3 separate regions of the Sus scrofa genome follow, and all the other regions are linked to region 1. Evidence: chromatin contacts called from public HiChIP or PLAC-seq data. All regions are on one chromosome and are shown on one strand. Each heading gives the region's core, a stretch centred on a gene start, on an enhancer-like site or on the middle of the called end of the contact. The rest is flanking DNA. Distances are from core to core; before and after follow the strand shown. Region 1 overlaps LOC110255833 (a long non-coding RNA gene). Region 2 has its middle 8.2 kb from the start of EDNRB. Region 3 has its middle 30 kb from the start of EDNRB.

Region 1 (4,565 bases), core at 772-3,271:
CATTACATACCTCAAAATTTTGTGCAAGTTGAATTAAATTATACATGTGTAGCTCAGAGAACAGTACCTAGCACATTGTGAACACTCAAAGGCTGTCTCTTGTCATCTCTTCTCTGGATTACTTAGCCCTGTGTGGGAGTATCGTTATCTGATCTGATATAATTAAAAGAATATCCAAAAGACAGAGACCTTAAGCTGCTCACCAGAACATAACTCCTCCTTTCACTGTGTGTCCTCAGCTGGACCTTATTTCTCAACTACCCTTGAGACTGAATGTTGCGACAACAGAATGTGAAATGTGTCATCTCAGGCCTGATTCCTTAAAAATGTCCCACATGTGCTCCTCCATACTTCCAGGCAGTTAGAATGGAGATGATCTGAGACATGCATGTCACGTGTTGATGATGGCAGAACCTCTGTCCACACCACACTGTTCATTCACCTGGTTAATTGTGTTGGGTTGCAAGACATAAACTGCTTCTGAGTAAGATCCATCATGCATTTCTTGGATCTGTTTGTTATAGCAGGTAACAAAACCCCACACTTTGTGCCAGTGGAGACCTCTAATGACTGTGCATGTGAGGGGCAGCTTGACGTGAGTCAGTGCCTCTATCTTAGCGAGTCTTCCCTGTTGTCTTCTGGTGTGGGCCTCTCGTTGAACAACTGCTTACTTCCTCTGTCCACACCGTATCTACATTGCCTACCTTTTTTTTAAATTTATCTCAGGATCCTCCAAAGCAAAAACTGCATTTGCTGTGCAGCCCCAGTTTTAAGGAAGAGCATCCCAAACATTAAACACTACCCCTCCCCAATAGGTTTAGCATTTTCCAAATGACTTGATGACAACAGAGACTTACCTGTATGCGTGTTAACGTGTGTTGATGCATTTGTGAACCTTCCTAAGTCATCATCTAGTACAGAGCTGGCTGGACTTAATAACATATAAATTCACTGATTGATTGAAAAAAGCCTCTTCCAGTTTCTCTTATCTGCCAGAGCTGAAGCAGGGTGTTCTGGGTAACAGAGAACGATCACAGGTTGGAAAAGATGGCTATTCTTGAGTAACCACTACTTTCTGTTCTTAGAAGCAGACTGACTTGCTTATGTATGTCTCTCGATTCTCTTTCACTGCTTTATTCATTCAACAGACTTGGCTTTATTTGAAGTGATGGGCAGACAAAGATGCATCAGTTCTCACAACATTCTCAGGAGACGTACTGATGCATCTGCCTTTCTTGTGACTTTACTGAATAAGCTGTTCAAGAGTCACTTTGTGGGCATGTCTGTGTGGGGCTGGAATTTTTCGATATGAAAATATGTAAGATAAGCCCTCAAAATAATACCGAGTGAGAAGAATTATGTTCCAATATGAAAAAAATTTTAGGCAGGGTCAGAAGTGGGTAGTTTGCTTGAGAGACAGAAACTTGGGATCCCCTCTAGCATCTCTGTGGTTTGGGGAACTCCCTGTCCCCAGAAAGTGAAGTCCATGAGCCGTTTCTCTCTGTGAGGCGCCTGAACTATATTAATAAAGTAGCTCTAGAACTACAACAAATGTGACTCCATCCAACCTGGAATGAGGGGAATCATGCGCCTTGTGGCCAGGAGCTCCCAGATTCCTGGGGTACTGTCACAATGACAGTATCTTGACCAACAGAGGCTTGTTTCATTGCTGGTGCTTGGTGGGGGATGACCCAGCACTAATGCTGAAAGAAAGTCAAGATTGAGCAATAGCCCCCTTCCTTTTGTCCTCCAACTTCCCTTCAGAACTGCCCTCCCCAAGTCCCTGGCAGACGTTAGTGTTTGTGGGATGACCTTGCAGATGGCTGCATCCGGACAAATTCATGAGTTCCTGAGGGTACCCCCCCCCACCTCCAAGCTGGGGAGAAAGAGAAGTGTCCTTGTGGTTGGGACAAAACAAGAAACAAATCATGAGTTTGCTATTTTTCAAGGGGCTGCTGCTACATGCCATGGCATCGCTCCTTAGGCTAGCAATATTGGTATGTATGACATAGCACTTTTTTTGTGCCCTAAATGCAATCTTAGACCTTTGAATACCACTTTCAGTCATGAGACTGAAAGCTCGGTGTCTCCTGATCTGACAAAACACATGAGTCACAGTTACTACCAGCTGTGTAGCCACGTTTTTACAATTCAGGATCTTTGTCTTGAGGCTTAAGATACAAAGCTATTGGTATATGCCCATTTGGAAATGTATTAAATGCAGCAACTACGTATTCTCGCATACAGTCCTTTTTAGCTCCAAAAGTTAGTTCTTAGAAAAAATTGTAGATAGTTATTCTAGGAGTGGGCCAACTCAGGTAGGCCAACTGACCTTGCAGAAAGATAATCTATTTGTAGCCTCCGTTGGAATGTAGATTCCTTCTCAAACAATCCTTTGAGCTTAATTCTTAGAGTTTGAAGGAAATAAAAGCAATACTATTAAAGTATGATGTATATCTAAACACTATTTTGAATAGGATTCATTGGAAAAAATCTAAGTACCCACCAGTATAATACTGGTCAAAAAGATTATATTAGGTTCATAAATGAAATGTCATATTTATTTAAAATAATATTTGATAAATATAAAATTATTTAAGGTACTATTTTGTTATTATTACTAAAAGTGAAATAATTTTAAAAGTGCTTTAAAGTGAGAAAAAGGTAAACTATATGTTAATATGGTAAAATAATATATATATGAAATTTTATTAAAATATACATATATATATAAAAGTCCCCACTATATTATTATAGAAAAACTCTATCTCAGTGTTGGTGATTATTACTTCATGGTAGAATTACCAATTTTTTTCTTTCAGAGAAAGAGAGAGAGAGAAGAAAAAGAAAAAGAAAGAAAAGGGAAAGGAAAGAAGGAAGGGAAAGAAAGAGAGAGAGAAAGAAAGAAATTTAACCAACAATTAAACACGTTCACAATGTGACATTCGAGACAAAAACTACAGTTTCCCGAATAGAGCTGGTGTAGTTGCTTCAGACTTTACCCCCACATCTCAGTAGTCATTTGGGGGAGAAAAGTTGAGTCAACACCGTTCTCAGCATTCTCATTAAGATCTGTCTGTACCCAACACTGTCAGGTTACAGAGGATAAGAAAGGCTGAGCTGGGAGGATAAGAAAGTTATTCTAGGAAGCATCAAGAACATATCCTGTAGCGAAATGGCCACATTATCTGAGCCAATAGAAATAGACCCAAAAATCACTAGAGAGGCTTGAGATTATCCAGGACTTCCTGATGAATTTTGGAAAAATGCAAAGCCCCAGTGGATTCCCTTTCAGGACTGAAATTTTTTCCCAACGAGGTGAAAGGATGCAGAACACTTAAGAAAATCCCAGGGGAGAGAGCAGAGCTGGTGACCTTCCATGAAAGATGCACACAAACCCCAGTGAGCCCTCTCCACCCTGGCTTTTCGCCCTCAACAGTCACCAGTGCCTCTAGGCTACAGAAAGCAGATGGAACACTGCTCAGCCTTCAGGCTAGTGAAGAAGGGCAGACAAACAGGTTCCAAACCCAGCAGGGCAGGTGTCTAGAAAAATTTAAATACTTAAAGGAAAAACCACTTCATGCACAACCCTTCTGACATCCAATGTGTGGGCTTTCCACACCATTCCATTCTACAATTCTTTGCAGATACCAAGTGGTGTCCTGCCAAAAATTCCATTCTTACCCTGTCTACCCGGAGTTGGCACAGACCCCACAGAGCTCTGCCCTACAAGCTCCCCCTGCTTCAGATGCTAATCACAAGTCCATCTTGGTTACTAATCAGGGATTTCCACGATTGCCTGCGCAGTTTCTATGATTTACTATAAAGGAGTTCCCATCATGGCTCAGTGGTTAACGAATCCGACTAGGAACCATGAGGTGGTGGGTTCAATCCCTGGCCTTGCTTAGTGGGTTAGGGATCCTGCATTGCTGTGGCTGTGGTGTGGGCCAGCAGCTGTAGCTCCGATTTGACCCCTAGCCTGGGAACCTCCATATGCCGTGGGTGTGGCCCTAAAAAGACCAAAAAAAAACCACCCCAAAACAAAAACATTTGTTATAAAGACACTCACACACCTATACACACAAGAAGGCAAACAAACTACATGAGAAGAGGGACTCTGTCTTGTCAGTGTTATAACGCCCATGCTCAGCACAGTGCCCGGCACATAGTGGTGTCGTCACTGACTATTTTTTAAAGGATACTCAACAAATTAAGGGAACCAAAGATATACAATGAATCTTTCAATATCTGATAAAACACATCAATATAATAGCAAACTCTGTTTGATCGAACGAATGGCAGGAAACCTACGGTTATCCCCATGGCTTTCCCCACAGGAAAGTGGGGTCCAGAGACATGGAATCATTTGCTCAAGGAGGTGCTGAGGCATGATGGAGAGGGTGGGCTTTAGAATCAGGCAGAACTGTTGTCCACTGCCGCCTAGCCCTGTGACCTTAGGAAAGTGATTTACGCTCATTGTCCCTTTACTTTCTCATGTGGAATATTTAGACTTAACACCTTGCAGAACTGTCAAAATAATTAGAAGCTGAATGCATGGAATTTTT
Region 2 (4,565 bases), core at 738-3,237, 160 kb before region 1:
TTCTAGGAGACCAGAAAAAGAATTTCTGCAGTAGGCTTTTTTTCAAAATTGTATTTAATCAATGAGCTATTTTATTTCATTTATGCTAAAAATTGAGGTCTGAGTTTTAATGAAAATCTTTTCAATCAAAATCTTCTGATATCTTGGGGCTCCCTGATGACTCATCAAGTTAAGGCATTGTCACTGCAGTGGTTCCCCTTACTGCTGTGGCACAGGTTCAATCCTTGGCTGGGGAACTTCCACATGCTGTGGGCATGGCCAAAAAAAAAAAAAAAAAAAAAAAAAACCCCGAAAAACAAATGAACAAACAAACAAACATTCTGACATCTTTAAAAAGTTTCCTATCCATTTCGATCTAGTTGTAGGAGAGTAGGACTACTCGAAATGAAATGTAAAGAGAAGCACTGAATTTCCTGAAAGTTCATGTACCCTGCATTAGACAAATAATTTGATCTTCATGCTAAAGGAAACGAAATAGCTCAGAATTACAGCGTCTTTGTTAAGGTGAGGGATCATCAGGGGCTTTCGAAGCTGTGCCCAACTTGTAAGGTTGTTAATGGCATCTCCTTTAAGGATGGATGTGCAAAGAATTGTCTCTTCTCTTTCGGGCCCTCAAAGAACAGTTATTTCTACCTGTGGAAACAGGGATTCTGAAATGGTTTTATCAGCTATGGGTTATTGAAATGAAATTACTCACATGCTCTCACAGGAAATGAAAAAAAGACATACTTCCTTCAAGGGGTGCTGGTCCCGATGCAAGGCTGGCATTTGAGGGGCCATTGCAGAGGCAGTGGGTACCAGGTAGCAGGCAGAGAGGCAGGTGGACTATAGTAATAGGGAATCCAATGAGTGGCTCATCCTTTGAAACTCTACACTGTTTATTTTTTTATTGTGATTAAAAACACAAATCATAAAATTTACCATCTTAATCATTCGTAAGTGTTCCGTTCACTGGCATTGTTATAGATCTCCAGTTTTCATCTTGCAAAATTGAAACTCAGTACATTTGGCCTCTCCTCCCAGGCTGTGGTAGCCACTGTTCTAATGTTCCTATGAATTTTACTGCTTTAGATCCCATATAGCAATTACCATTTGTGACTAGTTTATTTAGTTAGCATAATATCCTCAAGATTCATCCATGTATTGTAGCCTCTCTCTCAGGCCGAATAATATTCTATTATATTACACTGCATGTATTTCCCACATTTTGTGTATCTGTTCTTCTGTCCACGGACATTGGGTTGCTACCACCTCTTGGCTATTGTGAATAACAATGCAGTGAAAATGTGTAGACTGAATGAGTGCCTCCAGAATTCATATGTTGAAACCTAATCCTCATGTCATGGCAAATGGGAAAACACAGCCTGGGACTGGTGAGCAGAAAAACTACGGGGCAGGAACCATTTGCTGGGAGTTTTAGCAGAACTTTAGCAGGTGGGAACGCCTGGGGACCTGCATGAATGCTGCTGGCCCACAATGTGAAGCTGAGTCTTAGCTCATGTGAAAGCTCACTTATTTCCCACACTTAGTCTTAAGAGGCAATGCCTTTGCATTGCAATCCCAACTCAAGGACATTTACCAGGGTCCCCACTCATGGTATGTCCAGGACTCCCCAACTTTTGTCCTCCTAGCTCTGCAAGGCTGGAAAGAAACTGCCTCTTTCCACACCTCATTGGCCAATGCCTGGAGGCAGCAAAAGCAGCCTCAAAATGACAGGCTTACTTCTCTGGTTTTCTCATTTCTCTGAGAACCTGGCTCAATAATTCATTACCTTGTTAAATCTTTGATGGCTTTGAGCTAGTTAAAACAGACACATTCACACACATACACGACACAGTGTATATAACGTATCTATCCTTTTCTTATCTTCAACAGAAAACTTGTTTTTTTTTTTCTTTTTTTTTTTCAGGCTGCACATACGGAAGTTCCCAGGCTAGGGGTCAAATCTGAACCGCAGCTGCCAGCCCACGCCACAGCCACAGTCACATCAGATCCAAGCCGCATCTCTGACCTACACTGCAGCTTGCAGTAACCCTGGATCCTTAACCCACTGAGCAAGACCAGGGTTTGAACACGCATCCTCCTGGATACTAATTAGGTTCTTAACCCACTGAGCCACAATGGGAACTCCAGAAAACTTCTTCATTGCCTAGCTCTCTGTTCCTGGCGGTAGAAGTTAGAGATTCAAGGATCACTACAGGAGCACTGAGCCCTCAAGTCCTTGACTTGGGAGTTGGAGTATTTCAGAAAATTTCAAGTTGAGGTGGGTTGAGGGTTGAACTCTTGAACTATACTGTTGGGCTCAGAACTTGCTCTTGATTGGTGTAGGAACTGGGCAGGCCTGAAATCACATAAGAAGGATATTAGCAGATCCATGTGGGGGGTTGTGAGGATTGGGGAAGTCTGGGTCTAGAAACCAGGTCAAGGGTTAATAAGTGTGGGAGTGCTCAAGACAGATTTAAGACAAATTTCCCCTTTTTGACAATTCGGTAAGAGACTAACCCTGGTATTTAGGTGAATTTGGCAATCAGGAACTTCATAGAAATGTTTTCCTGATATTTTTCCAATTGCAAGGTCATTGAAAACGTATGTGAATGGTTATCATCACTGGGGTGCTTTGGATAAAATTTATCCTGAGTAAGAGCTATAACATCTTCAGATTGTCATAACTTCTTTTCTTCTATCTACATCCATCTATCCATTCATCTAGATATTCACAATGAATAATTCATATCTTGTGAGGGACTCAAGCATTTGTAGAAAAAGATTTTTGTTACTCAGCTACATATAATTATTTATTTACTTATTTTTTGCTTTTTGCTTTTTAGGGCCGCACCTGCGGCACATGGAAGTTCCCAGGCTAGGGGTCGAATCGGAGCAACAGCTGCCAGACAACACCACAGCCACAGCAACGCCAGATCTGAGCCACATCTGTGACCTACACCACAGCACACGGCAATGCCGGATCCTTAACCCACTGAGCGAGGCCGGGGATTGAACCTGCAACTTCGTGGTTCCTAGTTGGATTTGTTTCTGCTGTGCCACGACGGGAACTCAGCATATAATCTTTTATATTTAAGCAAGAAGGCAAACAAATCAATTAATCTTTTATGAAAATTTGGAGCTACCACTTTTATTATATGTACATATATGTGTGGATTTAATACTATATATGACTGTAATATATCATTATATATTTCAAAGCTGTAATGTCACCCATTGTCTTATGTCAAGAGCCAAGTGACCTGATCTTTGGTGGTCCTCCTTTAACACCAAGAAATATTTTGAGGAACTATTCCATCGCTCTTGTTTACCACAGGGTGGTTTTGGTATTGCTACCAAATATTTTATATTTTTTCACAGTAGTGTTTTATTTTGGTGTAAAATTAGCCAGAGTACATGATATTTTAAGGAGCTTTGTTTCCAAGAACGTCTTTTCCTGAAAATGTTTACCACTGGAGGCATCAACAATGTGTTTGGCTTAAAATGAGCTCTAAAAATACATATTTATGTTATTCAACCTGAAATATATAAGTGCAAATAGATTTGCCTGAAAAACAAAACCGGCTCTTTTTCCTTGGGATTCCAGACATAATACAGCTTCTCGGAAGTCGAGAGAAGATCAAGTCTGAGAACAATGGGATCCTTACCTTTAGTTTGGAAAAGCTCAGTTTGCTCAAGAGCTAAGAAGCAAAGGCAAACTGTAATTTTTCACCAAATTATTTAAGAGAATCTCCCAAGTATCTCTCGAAATATTTTTCCTTTTTTTTTCCTTTTTGTCTTTTTGCCATTTCTTGGGCCACTCCCGTGGCATATGGAGGTTCCCAGGCTAGGGGTCTATTCAGAGCTGTAGCTACTGGCCTACACCACAGCCACAGCAATGCTGGATCCGAGCTGCATCTGCGACCTACACCACAGCTCACGGCAATGCCGGATCCTTAACCCACTGAGCAAGGCCAGGGACCGAACCCGAAACCTCATGGTTCCTCGTCGGTTTCGTTAACCACTGCGCCACAATGGGAACTTCTGGCCTTGCTCATTGGGTTAAGGTGTAGCCGTTGGTGTAGGCCAGTGGCTACAGCTCCGATTTGACCCCTACTTAGCCTGGGAACCTCCATATGCTGCAGGAGCGGCCCTAGAAAAGGCAAAAAGACAGAAGAAAAAAATAAAGAAATATTTCTAATGCTTAATTTAACAATAATCGTCTTCCCATTGCCAACTGTCAAATTAATTTCCGTAAGTATCTAATTTCCTGCCCAGACCATTAGCAGATGACCCAAAGCAATAATGACTGAAGCATTTTCAGTTGAATTCAAACTTGTGTCAGGTTTAAATTTTAGGTGCAGACACCGATGAAGGTCAAAAGGTGAGTGATTCATTTCCTGTGCTTGTCATGATGCCGCTGGTTACAACACGTTTCTGGAAGTGACTGACAGTGGAGATAATCGTGGAAAGGGATTGTGTGTCTTGCCTGAGCAGGTATAATGTGGACCTAATATCATGAATTGTGTTGATTATTAGAAATCCAGAGAGAATATAAGTGAGATGATCAAAATACATAGGGC
Region 3 (4,565 bases), core at 804-3,303, 130 kb before region 1:
CAGTTGAGGTATTTCATAAATAGTACTACTTTTGATTTCACTCAAATTTTCAAGGGTGTTCCCTAGTTTTATTGTTCTAAAATGTAGTCACTCAGCCATGTTTTTTCCCCCTCTTTTCAATAACTTAATGGTTTTATACATTTTTATCTCATCCTCCTCTCAACCTTTATCATTCCTGATTTATGAGCTCTAATTATTTTTGGTTTTTCCTTGTGGAAGTCTCAAATTCCCCTTCATTATCTTAGCTTCTCCTCCATGGATTTTTAAGCTGCATTATTTCTTTATATCTTGACTTCAGTAATCAGAAATATAGCCACAATCTTGAGCTAAGATGCTAGAGTTTTGAATAAGTAAACAGATTTTTTTAGAAAGTTTCCAGAAAATTTTAAGAAATTTTTTTTCTAAGAAGACAAGCCATTTGCTTTTTAAAATTTCTATGCTAGAGTTTTTTTCTTTTACACTGAAACCAGTTTGGGAGAGACAGGAAATTTCGGAAAATCCAAGAAAATGAAGCCCTAACGTTGGAAACAGTCAAGGTCCAACCAAATGACCACTCAGAAACTAAACAGTGAAACTCATAGAATGCTCTGTCTTATTTCACACTTAAACAGTCTGGAGGATAGATTGCAAAGTGAAACTCCTGGATCATTTGGAAGCTAAAATGCCAATCTTATGGGAGTAAACTTGAGAGATATTTACCAGGTGGTATGACTGGATAGAAAGATGTCCAAAGAGCCGCAGCATGAGCAGTGATGCTCCCAAGGGAGAGTTATTCACAGAGGGTGAGTGAATGCTGGGCCCTGGATACTGAATCCATTTAGAGTAGGGGCCAGCAGGATCCATTCCCTGAATGCATCCATCTAATATGCTGCCTTGGACATGTGTGATTCCTATCAACTCTGAGATTATATCAATCAATGGGCTTTGAGAACGCACTGCTCCCTGTACACAAACTTCATCTCCTCCCTTCATGCATTAGATGGACAAGTTTTTACACTGTATAAGGCACCATGTATAAATTACATCTTAAGAGAATTTAGAGCTCTCTTACTACAAGAGATAAAGTAGGTGAACCTAAATTTAAATAAAAGGCAGAGTATGTTACATGCATAATAAAGGTATAAATAAAGGGTTGTGCAGTTCAAAGACAGAAACTTACATAGAATTGATAGATTAAGGAAGTTATCATTAATTAAAAGATGAGTAGAATTTCAAAAGACAGAGTGGAAGAAGTAGTATACACAGAGTCCTTAACTGCTAGGTCACCAGGGAACTCAGGGTTCTTTTAAAAATCTTTTTTATTAAAGTATAGTTGATTTGCAATGGAAGGGGAGGGAGGGGGATGGACTGGGCGTTTGGGGTTAGTAGATACAAATTGTTGCATTCCGGGCTCTTTTTCATTAAACAACTTAAACAAATGCATCTATTTTCTGATTCCTAAGACAGAAATGGGGACATTTCTTTTGCTCCGACATTTGTAAAGAACTTAGAGGTTATTACTGAAAACAACTTTTCGTGGACCCATCAGAGTACTGAACTCCCAGGGCAAACTATCATACCAAAATCTGTAGAGACTGGCAAATCCAGAGAGGTATAGCCAAAACCTGCTTCCCTGGAACAGAAGCCTGAATACAACAGTGGGTTATAGCTGAAAGCTGCAAAATTCAGACTCTCTAAGAAAGAGTACTTAGGGAATACCAAGTCAATAGAGGAGACCAAAATCTAGGCTACTATAAGCATTTGAAGTCTCTGGAACCTAAGGCTACAGCAAATACTAAACACACTCCAACTTCTAAGTAGATCAACAGAAAACCTCACATTAAAGGCGTTTTTTTTTTCACTCAGTTTCCATTATCTGGTACATTATGTCCAGCTTTCAACAAACTACCATGAGGCATGCAAAATGCCAAGAAACAACACAATCTGAAGAGACAAAGCAGACATCAGAAACAGACTCAAATATGACACAGCTAGAGGAACTATCCGAGGTAAGACACTCATGGTTTACCACAATGACCTCATTAGTCATTCCCTGAGATTTAGCTACAAATCCTGACTCATGTCTGAAGCTCTAATAATTACAAAATAAGCCACTTTCAAAAGCCACAAACATCTGGGCTATTATATACATGTAGAAACATCAGAGAAATCAAATGCAGAAGTCCTGCAGAAACATTGCATACGTGCTTCTCTCTAGAACAGGTGTTATGTAAAGAAAATGGCAAAAATCTCTCAGGATAAGCCAGACTAATGTTCAAGAGCATAATCTTGGGGGTTCTTTTGGTGGCTCAGCAGGTTAAGAACCCAACACAGTGTCCGTGAGGATGTAGGTGTGATCTCTGTCCTTGCTCGGTGGCTTAAGGATCTGGTGTTGGCCTCAGCTGCAGCTCTGATTTGACCCCTAGCCCGGGAACTTCCATATGCCACAGGTGCAGCTGTAAAAACAAAAAAAACAAAAAAAAAAAAAAAAAAGGAAGAAAAAAGAGTATAATCTTGGGAGTGGCATATGCACACTGAGGTATACAAAATGACTGGCCAGTGGGAACCTGCTGGATAGCCCAGGGAACTCTACCCAATATTCTGTGATAATCTATATGGGAAAAGAATTTGAAAAAGAATGAATGTGTGTATATGTATATCTGAGTCACTTGGTTGTATAGCAGAAATTATCACAAGATTGTAAATCAACTAGACTTTGATAAAACTTTCTTTTTAAAAAGAGTATAATCTTGTAGAGTTTGCTGTCCTCAGCTTTTTTCTTAGATGTTGGGCATGGGGGAGGGTGTGGGGCAGAGGGGAGAAGGAAGGAAATGATACACTTGGCGTGGTGTAAAGCTAGATGTGTTATCACTTTCAATGGTTTAGAAACTCAAGCAAATATAGTTATCAACACATAGGAAAGGGTTTATATTTAATATCGTTTCCTCTGGAAACCTTCAGTTTTTCCAGCTGAGATGTGTCCTTCTGTTCCCTTGTTTTGGTTCACCCTGATTTATTGCTGAGTTCAGGAGTCATTTGCCTCTCCTATATAAGAAAAAAAAATGTCCCTTCTCCATCGACTTCATTTCTATGGCAGTGGCTGTGTGTGACAAGCAGGATGATAAGAGCCCGCAGGTCATAAGCCTGAGACTAGAGAGGCCGATGTGTAGAGGACAATGACAGGAATTCAGGCCAACTAGTAGCCGAGTTTTTATTTCCCCAGAGATAGTTGTGGGGAAGACAAGGGAAATACACTGACGTTATTAGTGATGTATTTATAACCGTTGGCACCCCCACCCTCAGCTCCATTGTTGAACTGCCACTGTTATTTCTATAAAAATCACACCAGGCAGTTTCAAGTTTACATAAATGATTTATTTCCACACTTGCCAGGGTGAGAAATGGTTCTTTAAAGCAAGCATTTACTGGAGAAAATTTTCAAACAAGTCCTATGGGGGCGACAGGATGGCAAACACAACTTACGACTGTTCTTAAAAGCCTTAACATAACTGAATGAGCTCTTCTACATAAAAACATACTTTATTCAAGTTTCAACATGGCTCATCACTCCAAGTGTAATGAATTAAAGCATGTGTATTTATTTATTTTTTTATTTTATTCTATTTTATTTTTTGTCTTTTTGCCTTTACTTGAGCCACTCCTGTGGTATATGGAGGTTCCCAGGCTAGGGGTCCAATCGGACCTGCAGCCTCCAGCCTACACCACAGCCACAGCAACGCAGGATCCAAGCTGCGTCTGCGACCTACACCACAGCTCACGGCAACGCTGGATCCTTAACCCACTGAGCAAGGCCAGGGATCGAACCTGCAACCTCATGGTTCCTAGTCGGATTCGTTAACCACTGAGCCACGACGGGACCTCCTAAAGAATGTGTATTTAAACTGGGGATTTATTTGAGCATTTTACTATAATGATCACACATAGAGTAATAATAACACTCATAACTTCATTGATTTTATACAGGCTTTGCATTCATTTAAGAATAAAGATGGGGGAGTTCCCTCCATGGCGCAGCAGAAACGAATCCAACTAGTATCCATGAGGATGAGGGTTTGATGATCCCTGGCTTCACTCAGTGGGTTGGCGATCCAGCATTGCCACAAGCTGCAGTGTAGGTCACAGATGCGGCTGATGTGGTTGTGGCTGTGGTGTAGGCTGGGAGCTGTTTGACCTCTAGCCTGGGAACTTCCACATGCTGTGAGTGTGGCCCTAAAAAGCAAAAAATAAATGAATAAATAAAGGAAGGTTTAATTTAATTTTATTACTGGATTTCCTATTGGATGACCACCTCGAAAATGGTAAGGTCAATTAAATTCCTTTTCAGCTCTATAAAACTTTCTAAACTTATCTCTGCTGAATACATCTGAGGAACTCCTAACTTTCTTAATAGCAATTAGGAAGAAATGGGTACTGGTTGTGAGAGAATACTTAACAGCTTTTGTCCTAAATATACCTAAACCTTAGTAAGACTACTTAATGGCATCTTGAAAGACACACTCAATATTGCTTTCAGGGATCAACTCATCTAATTCTCCCCAAAGTTTCTGACGTCCTAGACACAAATC

Evidence for each region. HiChIP or PLAC-seq counts read pairs in DNA pulled down with a chosen protein or histone mark.
Region 2: a contact with region 1 is called in an H3K27ac HiChIP or PLAC-seq map of alveolar macrophages, with 5 times the contacts expected there. The contact joins two enhancer-like sites. A contact is called at or near these places in 2 of 2 datasets of contacts at active chromatin or transcription factors (alveolar macrophages and skeletal muscle).
Region 3: an H3K27ac HiChIP or PLAC-seq map of alveolar macrophages shows a contact between it and region 1. The contact joins two enhancer-like sites. A contact is called at or near these places in 2 of 2 datasets of contacts at active chromatin or transcription factors (alveolar macrophages and skeletal muscle).

Annotation. Positions count from the first base shown.
Region 1 is chr11:50,263,225-50,267,789 of Sscrofa11.1, forward strand. The region is part of intron 2 of LOC110255833 (a long non-coding RNA gene); the gene reads left to right. Among named protein-coding and RNA genes, the nearest start is that of EDNRB, 160 kb to the left of the region's middle. Within about 2 kb of position 2,022, at least 6 of the 83 cell types and tissues checked have an H3K27ac peak or open chromatin away from gene starts, as enhancers often do. A contact at or near this core is called in alveolar macrophages, where this site is marked.
Region 2 is chr11:50,107,729-50,112,293 of Sscrofa11.1, forward strand. No RefSeq gene overlaps it. Among named protein-coding and RNA genes, the nearest start is that of EDNRB, 8.2 kb to the left of the region's middle. Within about 2 kb of position 1,988, at least 1 of the 83 cell types and tissues checked has an H3K27ac peak or open chromatin away from gene starts, as enhancers often do. A contact at or near this core is called in alveolar macrophages, where this site is marked.
Region 3 is chr11:50,129,553-50,134,117 of Sscrofa11.1, forward strand. No RefSeq gene overlaps it. Among named protein-coding and RNA genes, the nearest start is that of EDNRB, 30 kb to the left of the region's middle. Within about 2 kb of position 2,054, at least 7 of the 83 cell types and tissues checked have an H3K27ac peak or open chromatin away from gene starts, as enhancers often do. A contact at or near this core is called in alveolar macrophages, where this site is marked.